Linked DNA regions of Oryctolagus cuniculus: all the other regions are linked to region 3. The links are chromatin contacts, called in public Hi-C maps. All regions are on one chromosome and are shown on one strand. Each heading gives the region's core, a stretch centred on a gene start, on an enhancer-like site or on the middle of the called end of the contact. The rest is flanking DNA. Distances are from core to core; before and after follow the strand shown.

Region 1 (2,816 bases), core at 74-2,573, 190 kb before region 3:
CTGGGGAGGGAGAGGAGGAAGCGCACATAAAAAGCAAAAAAGCAGCAGGAGGAAGCTAAGGCCATCAGGAGTATATTTTTGAAAATACCAGCAAGATTTCAGTTGAGGACAAATAGGGATCCCTGGTTTTAGCTTTATGGTGTTCCATGGCTAAGAGCGATTTTGGGGAAGCAGTGACTACAGACGAACACGGCAGATGAATAAGCAGTGGGGCCTGTGAAGACAGAAGGCTTCAAGAATTTGGTCAGGGAAACTATAGGGGCCTGGGGCGTTTGTAAGTGCCTGATTACTGGAAAGGAATGGGAGGAGGTTTGGGTCAATGTTAGAGGGTCTTCTGGTGGTGTGAGCACTGTGTTGGGGGTGGCACCAGTGCCCCAGGTGAGGTGCAGGTTGGGAGTGAAGTAGGGTGGGAGGATCGAGGCCCTCCAGTTGGGGATCCCTGCAGTCTGTGAGGAGCCCTGACACAACCGACCCTACGTTGCCCTCTGACTCTGCTGGCCCCTGAAAGGGCTGACGGCTTTCTCTGGGAGGCCACAAAGAAGTCACGCGGGCCAGAATGTTAATGCCCCCACACAGCTGATCAGGAGTTGAGAATGCGTACTTCAGCTCCCTTGCTCTGGGGAGCAGCGATCACGTGAGGTCCATGTTCTGTGCTGGTGCCTAGGATCTGTCCCTGGCTGCTGGCAGCGGCACCTCACTGGACGACAGACACCTCCTTCATTGCCTGCTGTCTCCTTGCTGCCCCTCCACTGGAACTTCTGGCCTCATCCTCCACACTAAACACATGCGCTTGTATCTTTGTCTCCGTGTCTGCTTTGGACGTGAAAGGCATCACAGCAGTGAGCAAAGACAGCTGCAAGGACCTCTTCCGGCAGGTATCCTTGGGCCCGGCTAGAAACCTCAGCTGACAGTCTGAGTGCCCGGGAGGTGTGCTGAGCCCTTTTCACACCAGTCTGTTCTTGCCTGATCCCTGAGTTGGCTACAGGCAGGCCCAGGATGGTGGGGGTGGAAGTCATAAAGTGCCTTGAGCCCCAGGGTAGCCCAGGCCTAAGGCCAAGGTGCCCATGTGGCAGGTTCCCTGGCCTCTGGCTCTTCCCTGGCCCTTGTTCAGAGCGACCCTTCTCTCCAAGGCCTGTACAAAGACCCTGAGGCCGGCACTGTGTTCCACTCCGTCCTCCCAGCAGCCTCAAAGCTCGCTACAGAACCTATCCTGCGCCTTGCTTGTCAGTCGGGTAAGGGCTGCCCAGTCCTCCTTCCCCATCAAAGGCCCGGGCCACGTCCCCAGCGGCCTCCAGGGGGCGCCGCCGCGGAGTCCTTCTTCTGGCTCCTTAGAGCTCAGCGACGGTGGGAGGGCGACTGCTCCTCAACCCCCCACCCCACCCCCCAACAGCTTCCGCAGCAGGACTCCAGGGCCTGCACGCCCAGGCCGGGTCTGGCTCAGAACGACGCCCCCCTCGCTATACACATATTGTGCCGCTCACTGCTGCCTCATTTCTACCCGCGCCTGAGCCCGGATCTTAAATCCTGGCAGGCCCGCTGTCCACATGTCCGTTTGTCTGTACCTTTGTGTGCCACCATGGATTGGCGCGCCCTGCCCCGGCCGCGGTACGTGCAGGGTTAAGGCGGGAGGAGGTCTCCCCGAGTCGGGGTGGGGGGGCGAGGGGCGGGCCCGGCCCAGCCCCGCCCCGCGCCGGAGCCTTGCGGGAGCCCCGCCGGAGCCCGGCTTCAGCCCTAGCCAGAGCCGGCGTCAGTGGAGGCGGAACGGCGGGCCCCGCGCCCCGGCGACACCGGAGCCCCTGCCGGTGAGTCCCGCGGGAGCCGAGCTCGGGGGAAGTTTGGGGCGTGGGGCGTAGAGCCTCAAGCGCGTTCACCCAGACCCGCCCCCCCTCCTCGAGCTGGAAGTTTGGGGCCAGGAGGCCCCCCCCCTGCCAAGGGTCCAGGAGTGGAGCCCTCGTGGGAAAGGGGAGGCTGAAGAACACAGGTGATCGGCTGTGCGGGTTCCCAGAGCCCAGCTGCCGGCTGCTCACTGCTGCGGGAAACGCCCCTGACTCCGGGACCTTAGAGTCGGGGCTCATGAGCTTCCCCTGCAAGCCCCCCTCCTTCTGGACACCCTGGAGCCTGATGGCCTGCACAAACCCCTGAGGGTGGACCTCAGGGAAATGTGGAACCCTGGCGTCCAGCTCCCCTGTTCCATTGATCGCGGGCTCTGGCTGGTTGCTGGTGGGAGTGGCAGAACCCTGTGGAATGGCCTCCGAGGGTGTTGTGAGGATTCCCTGGGGTCTGGCCTCGACAGCGGGTGAGGGGCCTGAAGGCTGGTCCCAGGCTGCCCAGGCACTGCTGCAAACCAGTCAGGGGAGGCTACAGTAGGTCTCCTTTCACGTAGAAGGGTGCTGGGATGGAAAGTCCTGTTCCAGTCACCGTGCCTCCCACCCAGACAGGATGTGACCGAGCTACTCCTGGGCATCAGGGCAGGGGAGTGGAAGAGACTCCCCGGGGCAGTCTTCGTAGGCAGATGCTCGGTGTCTAGGGTCCCGCCTCCCTCCAGCTCCAGGAGGGCCGCCCTGATGTTACCCTAGCCAAAGCAGTGGGTCCTCCCCCTTACCTTTCACACCAGAGATTACGAGCCGGCCCTGCCCTCAGCTGCAGGCTGCTCATATTTGCTGAGGGGCTGATCAGCGGCCCTGACCCTAGTTCTTGCTCTCTTCTGCAGGTGAAGGCGAGGTCTCTGGACTGGTTAGACTCCCTCTTGCAACTCTGGTGGAAGCAAGATGAGCCCCTATGGTGGCGCCTCAGTGAGGCCTGCAGCCTGAGCAGAT
Region 2 (3,170 bases), core at 277-2,776, 230 kb after region 3:
AGGTAATTCTGTGGTATCAGAATAAAAAGACTTGATATAAACAATCCACACACTGTCTCTGGGTTGGTTTCTAAAGTGGCAAGGCTTCACCAAAGGAGCAAATCACCAAGTTCGTGTCATGGTTAAAGGGAAGAGATGCGGAAGGGCTGGCGTGCCTGTGGCTGAATTCGCACCAAGTCAGTCAAGCCACAAGGGACCCCCCACAGAGGTGGAGGCTCCAAGCTTGGACCTGCACAGTGGGCGTCCAGGCTGCACACACAGCTTTCTGCGATCTTGTGCTGGGAAGACAGGTGAGCAGCTGCTGCCCCCTGGTGCTGCTAACGAGTCCTACACCTGCTTGCCCTGCTCTGCCGACTCCCAACTCCCACCTCATAACCCAGAGTTGCCAGAAAATTTTAAAAACACAGATAAATGAAAGGAATACCGTCGTCTGTTGTCGACCATCCCCTCTCTGGCCCTTCCCCTAGAGTTAACATCTTGAGACATATCCTTCCTTCCTGTCTTTCACCTTCAGCAGAGGCCACGGTGCAGAACATCCTATTTGCTGGCCTTCCGTTTATTTCTACGTGTTCACTGCGCAGTGCCCAACCCCAGAGACACACCAGGGGAGTTTACAGCCAGTCTGCTGCACACACTCCGAGGGACAGGCACCATATACTCCATTTTCCTAACACAAACAACGCTTGATGAACCTCCCGGTTTCCAGAGATGGCTGGGGTCACTCTTGGACTCCTGGTTCTGGCCTTAACAGTCCTGCACACACTGAGTGCTCAATAAATGCAGGTGACCTCTGAATGCAGGGATGGTTTTTACTTAACCACTAATGTTCAAGTAATGATGTCGCTGTTAGGGAAGGGGAGGCTGCAGGCCAGGCAAGTGGAATGTCAGTCAAAGGCAAGGCAGAGTGCAGGGACCTAGGTGTGAAAGCAGGCGGGCTCGAGGGGGAAGAAGGGGCCGTCCCAGTTGGCCTGACTGCGGTGCAGCCTCTCCAGTCCCGTGCCACTTGCCGAGGAAGCCTGCCTGTCCAGGATCTTTGTTTCCACAGGAAGCTCCCTTGGCCTAGGAGGGGCCTGACCCCCACCAGGCCCTCTGCACCCAAGAGCTCGGGCCCACCGGCTCACCATCCCCAGCAAGGCGCCCCTGCGAAGAGCCGGTGAGGGCTGCGGGGACTGATAACTCATGGGTCAGGTCTGGTGGCCGATAAGCCCAGACAGCACCCTGTGAGCCCCGCCCCCGTGCCTCTTTGCCCTCCCCCGCCCCCCCCCGCCATGCCACAACTCCGCTCCGCCCGGACCTAGCCTCGTCCCGACCTCTGCCCGGGAGGCCCCCAGGATGGGGAGCGACCCTGCAACCGGCCCTGCAGCCCACCTGGCCCGCCCCACCCGCTTCCTCAAGTCTTCATTGGTCGGCATTCCTCTCAGGCCCCACCCTCCCAGTGCTCTGGCCTCACCCTAGTCTCACGCTGGCCCTGTCGATCCTCCCCGACAACCTGCCCCTGCACGCCGCCTCCAAAGGGCCGCCCCTTTCCTCGGAGATCCCACTGCCTCCCCTGTCAGTCAGCGGCGGGCAGCTCGACCCGCAGACCCCGCCTCCCACCAGCCCCGCCTCGCCCTGCCCCGAAAGGCCTGCGGCTCTCCTCAGGGTCCCCTCCTCCTCTCCGGGACTTTTCCCTCAAGGTCCCGCCCCGTCTGCCAACGGCCCTCTGCCATTCGTCGAAGGCCCGGCTCCCAGATCGCCTCCGGGCCGTAGCGGAAACAGGCCGGGCCGCCCCAGGCTACGCCCCGCGAGGCCTCACTTCCGGGCGCTTGCACGCGCCGCTTCGCCCCGCCTGCGGAGACTATGGAGCGTCAGGTGAGGGCTCGGCCCGCGGTGCCCGTGGTCCGTGCAGCCCGGGCCGGGCCTGAACCTGGTGTGTCCCCTGCGCAGGTGCTGCTGAGCGAGCCCGAGGAGGCGGCGGCGCTGTACCGGGTCCTTAGCCGCCAGCCCGCGCTGAGCGCCGCCTGCCTGGGCCCGGATGTCACCACGCAGTACGGGGGCCGCTACCGGACAGTGCACACTGGTGTGTGTACAGTGGGGAGCTGGGTGGCAGCGGGGCCGTACACTCTGGGGGCGTAGAGGGGGCGTGTGGGGCTCGCTGCGTGACCGTGCACGCGAGTGTGTGGAGAAGCCGGGGCTTGGAGGGTAAGCCCCCCAAGGTTCCTGCACAGGGGTGTGCGGGGCGTTACCAGGCCGTGCCCAGGAGTGCGAGAGTCGAGGGTGTGGGAGTCGAACTTTGACCTGGGTGCTGAGTGTGGGCCTTCCTCGGTCACGTGCCAGGCTGCCCTCAAGACTCTAGGCTGGGTGCTGGAGGCAGTAGTGAGTTGTCTCCAAGAGGCTGGGCTGAGCGTGGCCAGCGTGGGCCAGCCTGCACCCAGGGTGTCTGGAGAGCGGTTGGGGAAGGTGGATCTGGGCATGCCTGGGCTAAGGGACAGTGGCCAGGACTGGCCAAGACAAGTTGAGCCGTCTCGCACTTCCCCTCACAGAATGGACCCAGAGGGACCTGGAACGCATGGAGAACATCCGATTCTGCCGCCAGTACCTGGTGTTCCACGATGAGGATTCAGTGGTGTTTGCAGGGCCTGCAGGCAGCAGTGTGGAGACCCGGGGGGAGTAAGTGTGAGGGAGGACTGTCACGGACAAGGCCACCGCCGTCTAACGCAAGCCTTTGCGAAGGCTCGCCAGGTGCCTGGCTGTGCGTGGGCCCAGAGCGAGGCCGGGAGCCGCGCTCCTGCCCTTGGGAGCTCATCGGCTCTCCGGTGACATGGTCCGCACCAGAGGCATGGGCCAGACTGGAGCCCCCAGAAGCCCAGGGAAAGGCTAGGCCAGCTGCCGTGGGAGTTGGAGAGCCCTGAGGTGCTGTAGGGGCTGGTGTGGGCCAGAACCTCAAGAATCTCCTCTGGGAGGTTGTGGCAGGTAGGGGTGCGTGACTGGGCTTGTTGCTGAGGGGGGAGGCGTTCCTGACCGCCCACCCCGTGCCTTCCCCAAGGCTGCTGAGCCGAGAGTCCCCTTCAGGCACCCTGAAGGCGGTGCTGCGCAAGGCTGGAGGCACCGGCCCCGGGGAGGAGAAGCAGTTCCTGGAGGTGAGTCCCCCTGGGGCCAGATGGTGGGCACCTGGAGGCCCCACAGAGGAG
Region 3 (3,168 bases), core at 511-3,010:
TCCTCCACCGTGAAAGACAGCCACAGTGGTGATGGCTGCCGCAGAATCAGGCGCAGCTCCACCACTCTGGCCATGTCACACAGCATCTGACACACATACATAAGGACCCAGAGAGGACCCACCCAGCTCACTGCCCAGGAGCCTCCCAACCAACACTGAGACAAGATGTTGCCTCCGCAGGCCTTTGGGACAGAAAGGACAGTAGTCCTCCTGCCGCTCCCCACAGCACTTGCCTGAAAGCCATAGCCCAGGCCAGTCCTGTCCCCCTTTTCCATCCCGGAATACTGGGCCAGTCCACAGGCCTCTCATCTGGGCTGCCCCTGGCCATGTTGTGGCCCAACTGACCTGGTGGTGGAACAGCGATACATACTCCTGGGCTCCCTCCTCACTGTGTGGGTCGGGCATCAGACAGTAGTCCCGAAGGCAGGTCACCCATCTGGCTGGTGTGTGCGGTGCAGTTTGTTGTCGGACACGGATGGTCAAAAAAGCCGTGTAGTAATTCTTAAAGGTGATCTCCTGCAGCTAGAACACACACAACCCACCACCACGACTCAGATCCAGATGCAGGCCCAGGCCCCGACAGACTCAAAGGCACCATCTCCTCCATCCTTTTGGAAGACAGACTTCCATTAAACAACTTCACAAGCATCACTGGGGCCCACAGAGGATCTCACTTCCCTACCGGTCCTCACAGTGTAAATAAATAGGCCAGACAAACAAAACACAGCTGGGCTCTTGCCACACGCCCAGGGTGCTGCTAGAGCTCAGAGCCCCACCCTGGAGGAAAGTGCACAGCAGAGGCAAGAAAGAGGAGTTTGCTACGGTAATGTAAGAGCAGCACCTGAAGCAGCAGCACGCGGGGAGGGAGCCGGCCACCCCTGCAGCAGCCAGTGATTCAGCCTGGCTAGCGCACTGGTTGCCCTTGCTGGGCTCACATCAAAATCACCCAAGACAATTTTTTAACAACATGGATGTCCAGGCTCTACCTCAAACTTACTGAATCAGGAATTTCCGGGGTTGGGCCCTTTAATTTAAGTGTCCCAGAAAATAGAAAGGAACAGGTTAGGGGAGGACCACGCAGGGCACATGGGGCTGAGAGGTAGCAGAGCAGCAGAGAGTGACTCCAAATGCCAGGCTTTGTCCTCTGCATTGAAGACATGAGTCACCCACTTAGAAGGATTCTGATGAAGACTGGGTTGCATCTGACCACTTGGGGACAGGGTTGTAGGAATGAAGAGGCAGGATTAGGAGTGAATTATTGTTTAAGGTCCCATGCTGTGGCCAGGGACAAAATGACCCCTCGCCTATCTCTGGAGATAGGGAACAGATGTTGAAGTTCTAGTCTACGTGATAACCGAAAGAATAAACAAATGAATGGTTAACAAATCCACCAGGGCAAGCGACCCTGCTGGGACTCTATAAAAGACTAAGTGGCTGGGAAACGCCCTCCGGGTCAGCCCCGCCCCGGAGGCCCGGTCGCGCCCACTGGGCTTGCTCACCTGGAAAGGTGCGACGCTGGGGAAGGTGACATCGATGACCAGCACGCCAGGCCGGCCTTGGGAAGTCCGCACGTCGCCCACCTGCAGGGCTACAGTGCCTTTCACATGGCAGGGCACCAACACCCGCGACATGGTGCCAGCAGCACGGACCAAGCGCAACCACCGCTCGGGGGCTCCAATCGCTGGTCCTTTCGGGCGTTTCGAGTCTAATCCCAAGAACTACAACTCCCGGGAGCCATCGCGCTCAGCCAGGCCAGCCAATCACCGATGCTCAGGGCGGGCCGGAAGTCGGAAGTGCCTGGGGACCTCCCCCTGCAGCCCATGCCAGTTGGAGCCTTAGAGCATAGTGCGGGCCGCGCCCCTAACGGCCGTGTTGTTCCAGGCCCTAGTTTACCCTGGGGCCGCTCGGCGCTTCTGGTCTCTCTCTTTTGTGTCACTGAGCTGTCGTCAGGTAAAGCATATAAAGACAAGAACACAGATGAGCGTAGTGACTGGCTGACCTTAAAGGCAAAAGCAGATGTTAGCTATTAAAGAAAAAAGCCCAAGTATTTTAATAGGTAATTTCAGAATAAGCCCCTGAAGGGATGCCTAGTTTTTTTGTTGTTTGTTTTAATCAAAAAACTACAAATTGGGGCTGGCGCTGTGGCGCAGCGGGTTAACGCCCTGGCACCTCTCTCTCTCTCTCTCTCTCTCTCTCTCTCTCTCTCTCTAACTCTGCATCCCATATGGCCGCCGGTTCTAGATCCAGCTCTCTGCTCTGGCCTGGGAAGGCAGTAAAAGATGGCCCAAGTCCTTGGGCCCCTGCACCAGCATGGGAGACCCGGAAGCAGCTCCTGGCTCCTGGCTTTGGATCAACACAACTCCAGCCACTGCAGACATTTGGGGAGTGAACTATCGGACGGAGGACTTCTCACTCTCTCTGTCTCTCTCTGCCTTTCTTCTCTCTGTGTAACTCTGTAAATAAATCTTTAAGGAAAAAAACCCTACAAATTAGAACCTTCACACAGACACTAAACTGATTAAAAGGCTGGCATGGGGTTGTGGTTCAGGGTTGAGCCGCTTGGCCTTCCACATCAGAAGACCGGTTGGAGCCGACTGCTCAGTTTCCCTGAATGCACCGGGAGGCAGCAGGTGCTATGACCCAAGCGCTGGGCACCTGCCACCTACTCGGGAGACCCAGGTGGAGCTCCTGGCTCCTGGCTTCAGCCTAGCTTAGACCTGGCTGTTGCCGGCATTTGGGGAGTGAACCAACGAATGGATGATCTCTCTCTCTCTCTCCCTTTGAAACAAACATTTTTAAATAGTATAATAAAAACTCCTGCCATCCCCTATCCCTGGCATCTTCAGTCCAGTTGCCTCCTGCATGCTGCCTTCTTCCTCGCCTGCTCTGGGGCCACTGTCTGCCCCGGACAGTATAGCTTACTCCTCACCACTTTCTGCTCTTCCATTCTACCTTCAAGTATTTTAATTTTTTTAAAGACTTATTTATTATTTTAAAGGCAGGGTGACCGAGTAAGGGGAAGAGAGAGAGAATTTTGCCATCTGCTGATTCGTTCACTCCCCAAATGCCTGCAACAGCCAGATCTCAGGCTGAAGCCAGGAGCCAGGAGCTCCGTCCTGGTCTCCCTTGCGGGTGGCAGAGACAAAAGTACTTGGGTCATCTTCCACT

What was found. Hi-C and Micro-C count contacts between places; a contact is called where the count stands out from the background.
Region 1: a contact with region 3 is called in a Hi-C map of an unstated tissue, with 2.8 times the contacts expected there. The contact joins the promoter of KLHDC8B here to the promoter of NICN1 in region 3. A contact is called at or near these places in 3 of 6 Hi-C or Micro-C datasets (ear pinna, psoas muscle and an unstated tissue).
Region 2: a Hi-C map of psoas muscle shows a contact between it and region 3, with 5 times the contacts expected there. The contact joins the promoter of APEH here to the promoter of NICN1 in region 3. A contact is called at or near these places in 4 of 6 Hi-C or Micro-C datasets (ear pinna, psoas muscle, skin fibroblasts and 1 more).

Annotation. Positions count from the first base shown.
Region 1 is chr10:100,011,922-100,014,737 of mOryCun1.1, reverse strand. It overlaps KLHDC8B (kelch domain containing 8B), which reads left to right and starts at 1,323. Exons shown (of 6, transcript XM_070050831.1): 1 at 1,323-1,605; 2 at 2,711-2,816. CIMIP7 (ciliary microtubule inner protein 7) reads right to left here. Exons shown (of 8, transcript XM_008260646.4): 7 at 2,603-2,754; 8 at 60-214. The coding sequence ends at 178.
Region 2 is chr10:99,589,829-99,592,998 of mOryCun1.1, reverse strand. It overlaps APEH (acylaminoacyl-peptide hydrolase), which reads left to right and starts at 1,526. Exons shown (of 22, transcript XM_002713192.5): 1 at 1,526-1,851; 2 at 1,927-2,059; 3 at 2,523-2,649; 4 at 3,026-3,119. The coding sequence starts at 1,840. It overlaps BSN (bassoon presynaptic cytomatrix protein), which reads left to right. Exons shown (of 13, transcript XR_007921917.2): 13 at 1-50.
Region 3 is chr10:99,817,108-99,820,275 of mOryCun1.1, reverse strand. It overlaps NICN1 (nicolin 1, tubulin polyglutamylase complex subunit), which reads right to left and starts at 1,760. Exons shown (of 6, transcript XM_002713185.5): 1 at 1,500-1,760; 2 at 346-522; 3 at 1-86. The coding sequence starts at 1,631.